Linked DNA regions of Zea mays: region 2 is linked to region 1. Evidence: chromatin contacts called from public Hi-C data. All regions are on one chromosome and are shown on one strand. The core of a region is the stretch at or near the end of the contact, and the rest is flanking DNA. Distances in the headings are between cores, read along the strand shown. Region 1 holds the start of LOC103650969 (NDR1/HIN1-like protein 10). Region 2 holds the start of LOC103650973 (transcription factor DIVARICATA-like).

The links. Hi-C and Micro-C count contacts between places; a contact is called where the count stands out from the background.
Region 2: a contact with region 1 is called in a Hi-C map of tassel, with 1.7 times the contacts expected there. The contact joins the promoter of LOC103650973 here to the promoter of LOC103650969 in region 1. A contact is called at or near these places in 2 of 25 Hi-C or Micro-C datasets (ear and tassel).

The regions. Positions count from the first base shown.
Region 1 is chr3:181,093,161-181,100,093 of Zm-B73-REFERENCE-NAM-5.0, reverse strand. It overlaps LOC103650969 (NDR1/HIN1-like protein 10), which reads right to left and starts at 4,169. Exons shown (of 1, transcript XM_008676564.3): 1 at 3,123-4,169. The coding sequence starts at 4,066. The coding sequence ends at 3,350. It overlaps LOC103650970 (NDR1/HIN1-like protein 10), which reads right to left and starts at 2,925. Exons shown (of 1, transcript XM_008676565.4): 1 at 1,440-2,925. The coding sequence starts at 2,563. The coding sequence ends at 1,724.
Region 2 is chr3:181,225,671-181,232,603 of Zm-B73-REFERENCE-NAM-5.0, reverse strand. It overlaps LOC103650973 (transcription factor DIVARICATA-like), which reads left to right and starts at 3,855. Exons shown (of 2, transcript NM_001327822.1): 1 at 3,855-4,336; 2 at 4,602-4,811. The coding sequence starts at 3,954. The coding sequence ends at 4,785. LOC100278696 reads right to left here. Exons shown (of 2, transcript NM_001151888.2): 2 at 5,766-6,883. The coding sequence ends at 6,609.

The DNA.
Region 1 (6,933 bases), core at 2,920-5,419:
ACCGCTCTAACAGCTGTCCCTCCGCCAGGCTCCGTCGCACCTCCGACAGCCACGACATCACGCCAGCAAGGTGCCAAGACCTCTCCGGCTGCCACATTGGCATGTACCTAGGGCGCTAGCTCTCTCTCCGCTAGACACGTAGCACTCTGCTACACCCCCCATTGTACACCTGGATCCTCTCCTTACGACTATAAAAGGGAGGACCATGGCCTTCTTAGAGAAGGTTGGCCGCGCGGGACCGAGGACGGGACAGGCGCTCTCTTGGGGCCGCTCGCTTCCCTCACCCGCGTGGACGCTTGTAACCCCCCTACTGCAAGCGCACCCGACCTGGGCGCGGGACGAACACGAAGGCCGCGGGACTTCCACCTCTCTCACGCTCGGCTCCGGCCACCTCGCCTCTCCCCCCTTCGCGCTCGCCCACGCGCTCGACCCATCTGGGCTGGGACACGCAGCACACTCACTCGTCGGCTTAGGGACCCCCTGTCTCGAAACGCCGACATGTGTCGATTGGGATTTCCTTGGACGGGAGCACGGGACACCACCATCTGGTCAAATTGTACTGTTTCTTTTAGGAGAGCGTGCAATATGTGCACGTGAAAGACAAACGCCACAATATGTTTTTGGTCGAGCAAATTTACCATTCGTTCAAAATCGCGATGTTACATGCATAATTTCAAAGCAGAATGTTTCGTGGATCCGCAGCGATTCGTTTGAGAGAAGAAGGGATAACATGCATGCACTTGCATCATACATGTTAAGTTGACTAGAAGTCAGAATATTTAGTGCGACAGGGCGACAGCCATTCAACTTTGACAACGGAAAGCACAGTAGCACATATATTTAGAAAGAACAACATATTTCACACACATGACTTTCATTTTAATTTACCTATATGATTGTATCCACTCAGAGACCTGAATGTATAGCTATTCGGACTGCTGCAACTGTAATCCATAGAGACAAAATACTGTAAAAGTCGTAGTCGCAATCGAATTAAAGCCGCAGCAAGCCGCAACGAACAAGCTTGGTCAGGTTTGACTGAGTTATTTAGTTGGATAATTGGGTTGGGTGGGGTAAGAGAAAACGACTTATTTGCAATGGGTTGGGTGAGTTTGGGGTGCGTTTCAACCTATTGGTGGCTTATTCTATTAGTGATGGATTGAGGAGAGTTGAAAGTGATTAAATATCTTTCTATTCAAAATTGTATAGAAAGCCTATCCATTTCAATGTAGACGCAATTGGTGGTTTGTTCTATTAGTGATGGAGTACTAAGCATTTTTTGGAGACTAGCTAGTTAGCTAAATTTAGGGGTTAGTACTAACAAAGTCACCAAGGACGCTGTGCTATCGAGGGGCACGCGCGCCACGTAACAATGAATAGTTGCGTTTCCCCCCATAATTACATACATGAAAAATACAAACAATCATGAAAAGTTTAAGGATTAAGGCCTTTTCGTTTGTGCCGGATTAATGGGTCGGAACGATTTCTAACCAGATTGCTTCTCTAATTTATATAGACTTTGATTAGCTGGAACGATTCCAGATGCAATCCGACGTAAACGAACAAGGCCTAAGGACAACCAGGATCTATATATGTTATCTTATAATAGAACAATCGTCCTAGCTACGATTAGTTGGCTTTAGATTTAAATAAAAACAGGAAATGACAGATCAATTCGTCCACGTAACATCAAACTTATTCCTCGCAGTTTCCGCTCTCTGTGTCACGAGAAGTCGTCGACATGGCACTGCGTCGGCGTGAACCCCAGCGCCACTGCCGTGGCGTTGCCCGGGTCGGGAACCCTCACGTAGCAGTCCACGTCCGGCCTGTACTCGGCGCTGTCCACGACGGCCACCTTCAGCCGCACCCTCGTGTGGAGCTTGACGTTGATGCTGAAGAACCCCTCGCCCTTCTCCCTGCCGAACAGCGCCGCCGCCGCGCCGGCGCCGGCGAGGGCGGCCTGTCCACGGAAGCTGGGCCGCACCTCCATCGTGCTCCTGCGCTCCTGCCGCGCCCGCGGGAAGTCCACGTACCCGAGCCGCTCGCCGCCGTAGAGCGCCACGGCGTCCAGGCGCCTATACAGCACGGCCTGCTTCCGGTTCGGGTTGCGGATGCTGACGCCCACGGTGAGGTTGTAGCGCAGCTGGTGGGTCTGGGTGCCGCTGTTGTCGAGGTCGAAGCGGGTGAGCTGCGCCGAGTCGACGTACGCCTTGAGGCTGCTGGGCTGGTAGACGAGCCAGAGCACCAGCGCCACGACGCCGACGGCGATGAGCGCCAGCGTCAGCGCGCGGAAGGCGTGGCAGAGGAGCGCGTACGACGCGTCCCGGCGCGCCAGCGGGCGGACGCCGGCGGCCGGTGCTTCGGGAGGGATGGGCGGGCGCCCGTAGTAGGGCTGGTCGATCTTGTGCTCGTGACTGGCCATGGCCTTCTGCAACTTCCGATTATCAGCTAGTAGTGCACGCATGTATCGATGGAGGGAACGTCTATGTACACAGCACACACTGACACACAGGCCGTAGCCTAGGTTGTGGTGGTTTCTGAGGGTCTCACGTTCCCGGGACATTACGGGCCGTTGCCGTTGCCGTTGCGTCCTTGACCCGCGCAGGCAGGCGGCCAACGGAACGCGGAGGTGAATTGTGTACGGCGTCTGCCCGTTGAAAAGTAAAGTCCGAAAAGAATTGGGATTTTATGGGTGGACGTAACTGTGCACTTTTCGGGAGTACCAAATCTTGAACAAGCACTGTGTAGAAAGGAAACCGTTAAGGCTACGAAATTACGAATCCTTGCAGCAAAGCTTTAAGGCTTTAAACACACGTCGAAAACTGAAACACGATTTAGTCTTTAAAAACAGTTAACAAATAATTTTGTTTCGAACAATAATGCCCAATTTAGGGTGTGATTGTTCATGAGACGAGGGGATGCGGTCTAATGAGACAATTCCATATTTCCATCCCATTTTTTTTCATGTTTTTTAGTAGACGAGGAGGGATGGATTGGCTGTCACGTGCCACTATATAATCCACCAGTTTAAACTTTACAAGACACATCCAATCAAATCACAACAAAATCACGATTCAAATAGAATTTTATTTTCGGTATTTAGCAATTTAATACCTAAAATATAACTAAATGCAGGGATTAAAAATTAATCTCTAAAAACCAAACACTTTATTCAATTATATGCATGCATATGAAAGAAGGAAATAATGAGCATTCACAGTGTACCGTTCAAACAATTATAGACATTGTCCATAACGTTATCCCCGGCCCGGCCCGGCCGGCCAAATAATACAAACTGCGAAAGGATGCATGCACAGAGCGCCCTTTGCACAGTCGGCGGCAAGGATGATCAGAAGTCCACGTCGCACCTCGTCCCGAGCGTCGTCATCGCCGTGGTGGAGTTGGCGTTGCCGCCGGCAGCGGGCACGGGCAGCCGCAGCACGCAGGTGATCTTGCTCTTGAAGTCATGGCGGCGGACGACCCTAACCCTGAAGCTAAGGTCCGAGTACACCTTCACCGTGACGTAGTAGAAGCCCTCCCCGCTCTCCCTCCGGTACGTGCGCAGCGCGTCGCCGCCGTCGTCCATCGCCGCCGAGCCGCTGAACGTGGCCGTGACCCGGGCGTCGCTCCTGCGGCCCAGGTAGAAGGGCTGCAGCGGGTCGAACCCGAAGCGGTCGCCGTCGTAGAACGCCTGCGCCTCGGCGTAGTCGTAGCGGATCCCGAAGCGGTTGGGGTTGCGCACGCGGATGTCCACGGTGAGGTTGTACTGGAGGAGGTCCCCGCCGCTGCCGAGGTCGAAGCGGGAGAGCGCGGCGGAGTCGGCGTAGGCCCTGAGGTTGTCCGGGCGGAAGATGAGCCAGAGCACCAGGGTGGCGACGCCGAGCGCGACGACGAGGGCCACGACGGAGCCGAGCAGGCAGCGTGAGCGGCCGCCGCGGCGTGGGACGGGTGGCGGCGGCGGCGGTGGCGGGTAGTACGCGGGCGGCTGCGGCGGAGGGATCGGCTGGCCGTAGTACGCGGCGTTCAGCGGCGTCTCCGGCCGCTGCTGCTTCTCGTAGGCTGCCATTTTGCTTCTTCGCAGTCGCAGGCACAGACAGGTGTGTGCGTGGTCAATTTGGCTGGCCACCGGTCACGTACGTACTTTACTTTAGCGACAGGTATACGATGTGTCATGTGTGCAGTAGTATTTATATGCAGCAGTCGAGATGAGGATTGAGGAGCACGGCGAAATGAGGGAGGGACTTGGAATTGGAATGGAACCGCGTTTCATCAGGGCCTGTTCGGTTGTCCAGGATTGGACCTAGATTTATTCCACCTCATGAAATCTTATATAAAATAGGTAAACAATCCGGACATGAATAATTTCATGTCATCATTCCTGATCAACCGAACAGCCCCTCAGTCAGAGTTCGAGACGCGTGTTTTTTTTTCTGTTGGTAGGACAGGATCGTTGCCTTCGAATATACTGCGCGACATTCTTGTTTTGTGTGTGGAAACATCGGGTTAAGGAACTACGAGAAGGAGCCAGAGATGGCAGCTTCGCGGAAAGTTCAGAAGTTCTTATACTGGCTGTGTTTTGCCCGAAATTTCGTCGCGAGGAGTTCGCCTGGAGTCAGAACACAATTTTTGTATTCTACGCATTATATTTTTAGTACGCGGTACGGCGTACGGCGTGTTGGATTTGAAAGTTTTTGAACGAAAAACCTGTCCCGAATGCCGTAACTAGGGCTGGACGAAATACTCTAGCTCGATAACTCGCTCGACTCGACTCGTTTTAATTTTGTAGCGAGCCAAACTAGCATTCTATCTTGGTTCTCTAATGAGCCAGCTCGGGTTAACTCGTGAGCTAGCTCGCGAGCCAAACGAGCCAAGCCACAATACAAGTTTGTCTAGTCGTTGGTGTCATTTCATCTTAGTCTTGTTTTCTCGTAGTTATGATCTATGATGTGGACATGTGTGGATGTACCATGTGCTTAAATATTTGCATTATTGCATGGCTAGATACCTACATTATATATTTAATATTTGATTATTGGTTATGGTTTTGTGAACTTTATTTCTAGCAGCATATGATGTTAGTGTTGTGCAATAAAATGTTACATGTTTGTGGAATGGATGATGAATTGCTTTATAATGATGCTTGTTGCTGTCATTATAATAAGGGTTTGTAAATCTGTAAGTTAATACATATTTGGTTATTTAATTTAATATTAAAAGTTAGAAACTAAGACGATGATATGATAATAATATTATAAAAGTTTTGGGTTTGTAGTGTTAAACACTTAAAATATGATTTTTTGATTATATATATATTTATGTACATAGATTTTTATATTTAGTTGTGTCACTCGCGAGCCTAACGAGCTGGCTCGAGCTTCCTAACTAGTCGAGTCGAGCCAGATGTTTAGCTCGATAGTATAACGAGCCGAGCCGAGCTGGTTCGTTACAGTAACGAGCCATAATGAGTCGAGCTGACTCGATATCCACCCCTAGCCGCAACATAGCTAACTCAAAAATTAGGAGATGGAACCAATTAGTTTAGTAGAAGGAACTAAAGTTTAATTCCGCGACGTTGCTACATACTCTTTATATAGAGTTTTTCTCTCCTCTCCTCTCATCAATCCATTTTAATACTTGATTTAGATAAAAAAAACTAAAATAAGTACAACACATTTAATTATGACAAATACTTAAGTACAAAAAAATAAAATTAAGATATGTCCCTAATATAAGTATTTACGTATAGATGATGAGATACACTATTAGGGAGAAATGAGATATAGATGAAATGTTTAGAGGAGACTATAAAGTATAAATATAGATGACATTGCAGGAGAGAGTCTAATTAGACTATCTCTGATCACATCCTCTCTATCTTTTCTTCTCTATAGACTCCTTTTAAAAGATTTCTTCCAATAATATTCTATACATCTAGCTCTTAATTTAAACATCTATATTAAAAAGTTATATTTTACTCTAGTTTTGTTTTGCGTAGGTATTTATCATACTTATATTTTTTACTTCTATTTAATGTATTACCTAAAGTATAAAATTAAATAGAGAAAATAAGAGTGAGTCTTTGTATATAGACGATATGATGGAAGAATGTTTTTTTAATATGTATCGTTGAAGTGTATAATATAGGACAGAATTTTTAAGGTGCCTCGTTCGAGTCGGTCTTACGCGCATGAGACGCCTGATTATCTCCTTTAACTCCTTCAGCAGATTCGTCCGTGGCCTAGTAGAGCTCCGGACCGAAGTTCCGGTTGCTTGGTAAATTGGTAGTATCTCACGTAGATTCACTCCCTATCACACTTTCTGTCTCATTCTCTACTTTAAACTTCACTTTACAAACAAAATGTAAAACAATACTTTGTATAGAGATGGCAATGGATATACACGACTCGATACCCGATGGGTATTTACTCTATTAGGGTATGTATGTGGGCTAAATATTCTACCATTGGGTCTGTTATTGGACAAAAAATCTTCACCCAATAGATAAACGGGTATTAAAACATTCCGCCTTCACCCATATGTGTGGGTATAAAATACCCAATATAAACTTAGCCTAAGTATGAACTTGGACTTTAGTCATCCATCTTTTTTACTATTTAACAATCTTTTAGGTCATAATGTCATATAAGGCTTAACAACAATTTAATGACCATGTAATGGAACATGTAATGTGCTATGTAGTACTATCCTAGTGTTACTACTTTATCCAATTATCTTTGGTGTGTTGAATGGATGATTAAATGACGCTAGAAATTTTGTAATGGTATTTATATGGATATACTTGACATTTGTATAATATAATATTTTGACAGATGTTTAATTTTTGTGGGTACGGGTGACCCGATGGGTCGCTAGAAATTTTGTAATGGTATTTATATGGATATACTTGATATTTGTTAATATAATATTTTGATA
Region 2 (6,933 bases), core at 2,606-5,105, 130 kb before region 1:
TTCTTTTCCGGTTCGCACATTTGCTGCACGGGCATGGGACTAGACTCGCTCCTTTAACAGCTTCGCCATATGCTCGTTCCACGAAATCATCGGTCTTTCTAATCCATTCAGTGGTGACATTGTTCCTTCCTCTACGGCCCGTGTACATCCACTCACGGTCCTCCATTCTGTAATAGAAGTGAAAGGGAAATAGGGTCAAACCTTTTTCTAAATGTTTTTGGTGATTAAATTGCCCAACACAAATAATTGGACTGACTAGTTTGCTCTAGATTATAAGTTCTACAGGTGCCAAAGGTTCAACACAAATCAATATAAAGTCCAAGAAAGGGTTCAAATAGAAAGGAGCAAAATCAACCGAAGGCTACCTTGGCCTAGCGCACCGGACTGTACGGTGCACCAGGGCGAACAACTCTGAACTGCTCAGCTTCGGGTTTCTGGGAATGCCACTCCGCTATAATTCACCGGACTGTCCGGTGTAGCACCGGACTGTCCGCTGTGCCATGCGGAGTAACGGCTATAGCGCCAACGGTTGTCTGCAAAAGTGAACAGTGAACGCTACAGTGTGTGGACAGCGCGCGTAGAGTCAGAGCAGGCGCACCGGACAGTGCACAATGACTGTCTGGTGCACCATCGGACTGTCCGGTGGCCCCACTTATCAGAGCTCCAACGGTCGAACCCTAACGGTTGGGTGACGTGGCTGGCGCACCGAACTATCCGGTGCGCCCATCGACAGCAGACCCTCCCAATGACCACTTTGATGGTTGGGGCTATAAATACCTACCAACCACCACACTTCAAGGCATCCAAGTTTTTCAGCCAACACATTCAATACAAGAGCTAGTGCATTCAATACAAGACACAATTAGATTGAACCAAAGCCTCTCCAAGTCCCAATTCCACTCAAAGCAATTAGTGACTAGAAGAGAGAGAGTTTTTCCCGTGTTCTTTGAGCTCTTGTGCTTGGATCGCTTTTCTTCTTCCCATTTCTTGTTCTTAAGTCATTTGTAATCAAAGTAAGAGACACCAATTGTGTGGTGGTCCTTGTGGGACTAAGTGTCCAATTGATTGAGGAGAAAAGCTCACTCGGTCTAAGTGACCGTTTGAGAGAGGGAAAGGGTTGAAAGAGACCCAGTCTTTGTGACCACCTCAACGGGGAGTAGGTTTGCAAAAATCGAACCTCGGTAAAACAAATCACCGTGTCATCCGCTTTCATTTGCTTGTGATTTGTTTTCGCCCTCTCTTTCAGACTCGATTACATTTCTAACGCTAACCTCGGCTTGTAGTTGTGCTTAAATTTTATAAATTTCAGATTTGCCTATTCACCCCCCCCCCCCCTCTAGGCGACTTTCAAGAAGCCTAGCAGAAAATTTCGGCAGCACCTCCCCTGCACGGGGAGGTTTTGAAATCCTGCAAATAAAACTATCAGCACGATGGCTGACATACACGCATAATTTAACGGCACGATGGCCGACAATCACACATATATATATTCAATCCATGAGACATCCACGCATAATTCAACGGCATAATTCATATATATATATATATATACGCTTCTATTCTATCCTTGGAATATGCATGTTTTAGAGTTCGGCATTCTTTTATTAATCTACTAGAAAAAAGGTTATCCGCACAATGCAAATTCTAAGTACCTAGTGGCTAGAGATAATATAACTCTAACTATCCATCACATTATCAATCACATGCTCACATATATAGAGAATTATCAATCACATTACCAAGCGGCGGCGTGGTGCCGGGCGCGACGGCGGTTGAGGGCGAGGCGTGGGGACGGCGGTTGAGGTCGGGGCGCGGCGACGGTGGTGACGGCGGTGTGGGGGCGCGGAGCGGTGGTGACGGGGCGCGGCGGCGGTGTCGGGGCGGCAGGCGGGCGAGGGCGAGGGAGAGGGGCACGGGCACGGCAGCCGGACGAGGGCGCAGCCACGGTGGGGGCGGACGGCGCGGCGAGGGGCCGGCACGGCGGCCGACGGACGGCGCGAGCAAGGCTGGTGGGCGGGCGAGGTGAGCGGCAGTGGCGGGTGGCGGGCGGGCGAGGTGACAGAGAGTGAGAGGAGAGGAAGAAGGAGAAAGGAGAAGGCATCACGGTCGGTTTATTTCACTTCTTTGCCGAGTGCCAGATCGTGGGCACTCGGCAAAGACGTCTTTGCCGAGTGTCAACTAATAGGCACTCGGCAAAGATCTGTTCTAGATTCTTTGTCGAGTGTCAAACAGCTGACACTCGGCAAAGCCTTCTTTACCGAGTGCCTTTTTTGGGCACTCGGTAAAGCATATTTTTATTTTGGCAACCAAACCTTTTGTGGTATGTTCCTACACTATGTAGACCCACATGTACCATTTTGGGACAATTATAACAATGTTTTGTATAGCTAGTACATTAGTTCGTTTATTTGAATTTCTTCGAAAAATTCAGATTTGAACTGCATATCACTCGAAACTTGGAAAATGGTGCATGCAAAAATGATATCCATGCTATTTAGCACAAGTTACGACCAATTTCAGGAGATGACCGGAAACTTCGAGGAACATGCTCACTAAACATGGTCGTGAACTTGCCAACCAGTTGTTTAAAAATTAGTATAAAACACAAAGTCAGAAAATCATGAAACTTGTCCACGTGTCATGATATCATATGTAGAGGTTGTGATAAAAATTTAAGAATGTTTCGATAAAGTTGTGACGCACTATGTGTAGAAACCTAAGCGATCTACACATGAAATCATAGAGTTTCAATATGGATCTCTTAGGTTTCTACACATAGTGCGTCACAGTTTTCTCGAAACTTTTTCAAAGTTTTATCATAGCCTCTATATATGATATCATGACACGTGGACAAGTTTCATGATTTTCTGACTTTGTTTGTGTTTTATACAATTTTTAAACATGTGGATGGCAAGTTCACGGCCATGTTTAGTAAGCATGTTGCTCGAAGTTTTCGGTCCGCTCCTGAAATCGGTCGTAACTTGTGCTAAATAACATGTGTATCATTTTTGCATGCACGATTATCCAAGTTTCGAGTGACCTGCAGTTCAAATCTGAATTTTCCGAAGAAATTCAAATAAACGAACTAAATCTACTAGCTATTAAAAACATTGTTATAATTGTCCCAAAATAGTACATGTAGGTCTACATAGTGTAGAACATACCACAAAAAGTTTGGTTGCCAAAATAAAAAACATAAAAATATGCTTTGCCGAGTGCCGACCTTCGGCCCTCAGCAAAGGCTGACGGCCGTCAGCTTTAGACGGGCGCTGACGGCCCTTTGCCGAGTGTTTGCCACTCGACAAATATGTCTTTGCCGGGTGTGTTTCTATGTCGAGTGTCCTGCACTCGGTAAACGAGCTCGTTACCGAGAGCAGGACTTTACTGAGAGCGGCTCTCGGCAAAGGTTTTTTTGCCGAGTGTCCGAGAAAAAGCACTCGACAAAAAGTCTGGTACTTAGCAAAGGACCGGATTCCGGTAGTGAACGTTAAAGTTAAACATCTTCGTGTTATAATCTATAGTGTAAAGTTGTATTAGCGAGACGTGATGAGGGCCAATGCAACTTTGATGTCATGATTATGACATCGAAATATTTAACTTCGACGTCACGAGCTACGACACTAGATCATAGTTAAAAACGAGATTTTGATCGTTAGATATGCAAATGTATTTTTTAAATAAAAAGTTTAAAAAAAAAACTGCCTCCGTCACCCCCGGCCGCGGGATGGGTTTGTTTGATTCCCCACGTCCCGTCCCGAGTACGGTTCCGTAATTCCGTTTCACCCCACCCCGGCCCACGCCACCCGAAGTCCCGAATCTTTATAAATTCCGTTCACGGCGCCGCCAACCCGTCCATCATCCATCCGTCCACAACCACATAGAGAGCCAGTAAACACCGCGCACGCAAACGCAACAGCGAGATCGTGTCGAGCAGCCGGGGCGACTTGCGAGGCATGGACTTCCACCACGGCTGCCACAACAGCAGCATCCACGCGGCGGCGGCGCCGCCGGCGCGGCCGTGGAGCAAGGAGGAGAACAAGATGTTCGAGAGCGCGCTGGTGATGTGGCCCGAGCACACGCCCGAGCGCTGGGCGCTCGTCGCGGCGCAGCTCCACGGGCGCACGCCGCGGGAGGCCTGGGAGCACTACGAGGCGCTCGTCGCCGACATCGCACTTATCGAGCGCGGCGGGGTCGACGTGCCCGCCTGCTGGAACGACGACAACCAAGTCCGCGGCGGCTGCGAGGGTGGCACTGGCAACAGCCGCCGCGCCGGCGCTGACCGGGCGCACCGCGAGGGCCGGCGCCCCGGGAAACCCTGGAGCGAGGAAGAGCACAGGTACGATCTCATCTCTTCTGCAGCGAGGCCGCGCGCCGTCGTTTGGTCGAACTGAATGAGTTAGGGTAGTTTCTAGACGCCTCTCGTGTATCGACGAGACGACGACGACACTTTCCCTCATTGGCTTGTTGAGCGGAGAAGCCTAGAGTTCTTCCCAGCTGGCGCGTGGGTCCCAGTCGCCAGCCACACGCTGCAGCCAGTTTTTTTTCCTTATTCCTCGGAAACCAACGCGTCTTTTTCGCTGTGTTTCGTTGCGTATGCGCAGGCTCTTCCTTCAAGGGCTGGAGAAGTACGGGCGCGGGGACTGGCGTAACATCTCGCGCTTCACGGTGCGGACGCGCACGCCGGCGCAGGTGGCCAGCCACGCGCAGAAGTACTTCAACCGGCAGCTCAACCCCGCCAGCCGGAACTCCAAGCGGAAGAGCATCCACGACATCACCACCCCTTGACCCTGGCCGCCGACGGCGACGCGCGCTCCCTGCTTACAGCCACTCATCTCATCTCGAGATCAGAATAGAAGAAACAAGTAGGCATTACTCGTAGTCCATGACAAGAGCTAAATCCTTAGGTCGCATGGTTGGGTCGTTCCAGTCAGCAGCTAGCACATGGTTTAGGCTTACTCGTAGTCATTAAAATAGAATTAGGAGTCCAAACATCTAATGGAGTCTGACGTGGCACCGTCGCGTCGAGTTTAGGCGAATGCAGAATGGGATGAGTTTCTCGCTTGAGAAACACCGGTTTCCTGCCTGTAAATTTTCTTGTTCCCGCTACTGACCCGGAAACGAAAAACGGTTCCGTTTTCAGTGTTATTTAGATTTAGAATTTTATAATACAAGAGTCAAACGAAAAACGGTTCGGTTTTCAGTGTTATTTAGGTTTAGATTTAAAAATACAAGAGTCAAACTTTGGTCACAAAACGGCATCCGAAAAATGCAGAACCAAATTGTAATCCTATCAATGCCCGAGTCACTGTTCTAGTATTGTATTGGTTTATCAATGGTGCTTTTATTTTTATAGTTGTATTGTTGTTGTCTGGGGGTGTTCCATTCCATCCAAAGGAAACAGGCAATGCGTACGCAGGTGGACAACACGTGTCGATCGCTGACGACGAGACGGGCGGTGAGGCTCCAGGGCTTGAGCAGTTGAGCGGCACGTGGTTAGCTGTTTCATGACACTTGTCAACTCCCATGCTTCTACTTTTGTATTTATGCCCACCGCCGTGCACTGAACCTAGTACTGTTACATCACAGGTAGCAGCAAAAGCATCTTTGCGTCGTCACCGTTCTTGCTCGACAACAACTTGGATTATGTGCCACAAGATTGCATAATAAATTTATGCACGCGTGCAAAACCTGAACAGAGACTAGGCAGTAGGCACACAGTCGACATTATATTCATCGTTGGTAAAACTGTATAAGAGGTTGCTTTGTCATAATAAATAATCAATATACAAGGTTACCAAAAAATACTGGCTAAAACAGTTGACCTGGTTTAATTAACTGCATACGCTCAGAAAACAGAAAACGGGGAGTACATAAATTAAAACTCTGCCAAAGTGAGATGATACAGAATTGAATAGCAGTAGCAGAACGATGCAGTACAGAGCACGGGACAAAATAGTTACAAAGATTTCTGCGGAACTTCTACCTAGGCTCCCTCAGAATCCAAGAAAGCAGATCATAATAACAGCGCAAACGCTGCAGTCAATCAGCAGAGCACCTAGGGCTTTCTGTAGCAGCAAACCGATCTCTAGCATCTGCCCTAAGCTATCGGCAGAACCCAGGTTGGCGCCGACGGGCCTGCTTTTCACATTGGGGTCTTTGTTCTCCATCAACAATGTGAAGACAATGGTGATGTTGGTTATAATGAGAAATAGAAGTGGCCTTGTACCAACCAATACTCTGGTGATGGCACCACCGATGTCCAAGCCCTAGTTCGAAAGAACCACCAGCAAAGCAATGGCGACAGATGCTAACAAACGGTTACTCTCAGTCGCGGATATGGCCTTGGTTATCTCCTGTGGCGTGAAGTCTAAGAGTTCCTTCAGAGTTTCCACAGACCAACCTGAATTGTCCACTTCGGTTGACTGGCTTGGACGTGCAGATCTGGGTCTCATTTCCACTTCTCTGCTAGGTTGGACACTTGCCGCTCCATCAAGACTTGTCATCTTACTAACTCTGTCATCACTTGTATTCTTACTAACTCCAGCATGGATTGCATTGTTACTCACAGTTTCCAGATCATGGGTACACAATGGTGTTTGATTTACTGGCTAAATTTCAGGGACTGAACTGCCCATCTTAAATTTGCGGAAAAGCTCATCTTCATAGCTCAAGGTACTAGCCTTCATTTCTTGGCGACCATCAGCTCGTTGAATTCCAGGTACCAGATCATCATAGCTTAAGGTTCTAGCTTTGACTCCTTGGCGAGTATTAGGATGTTGAAATCCAGGTACCAGGTCGTTGTTAGGTTCTGACTTCTGCAACTGATTTCTCTCAATGAACTCATTTTCAGCGCTACCTTCAAACTCTGGACGACATGGTGAATCTGCAATGATGGCAATACAATTCTAATCAACCATCAGCATTCACTTAGCA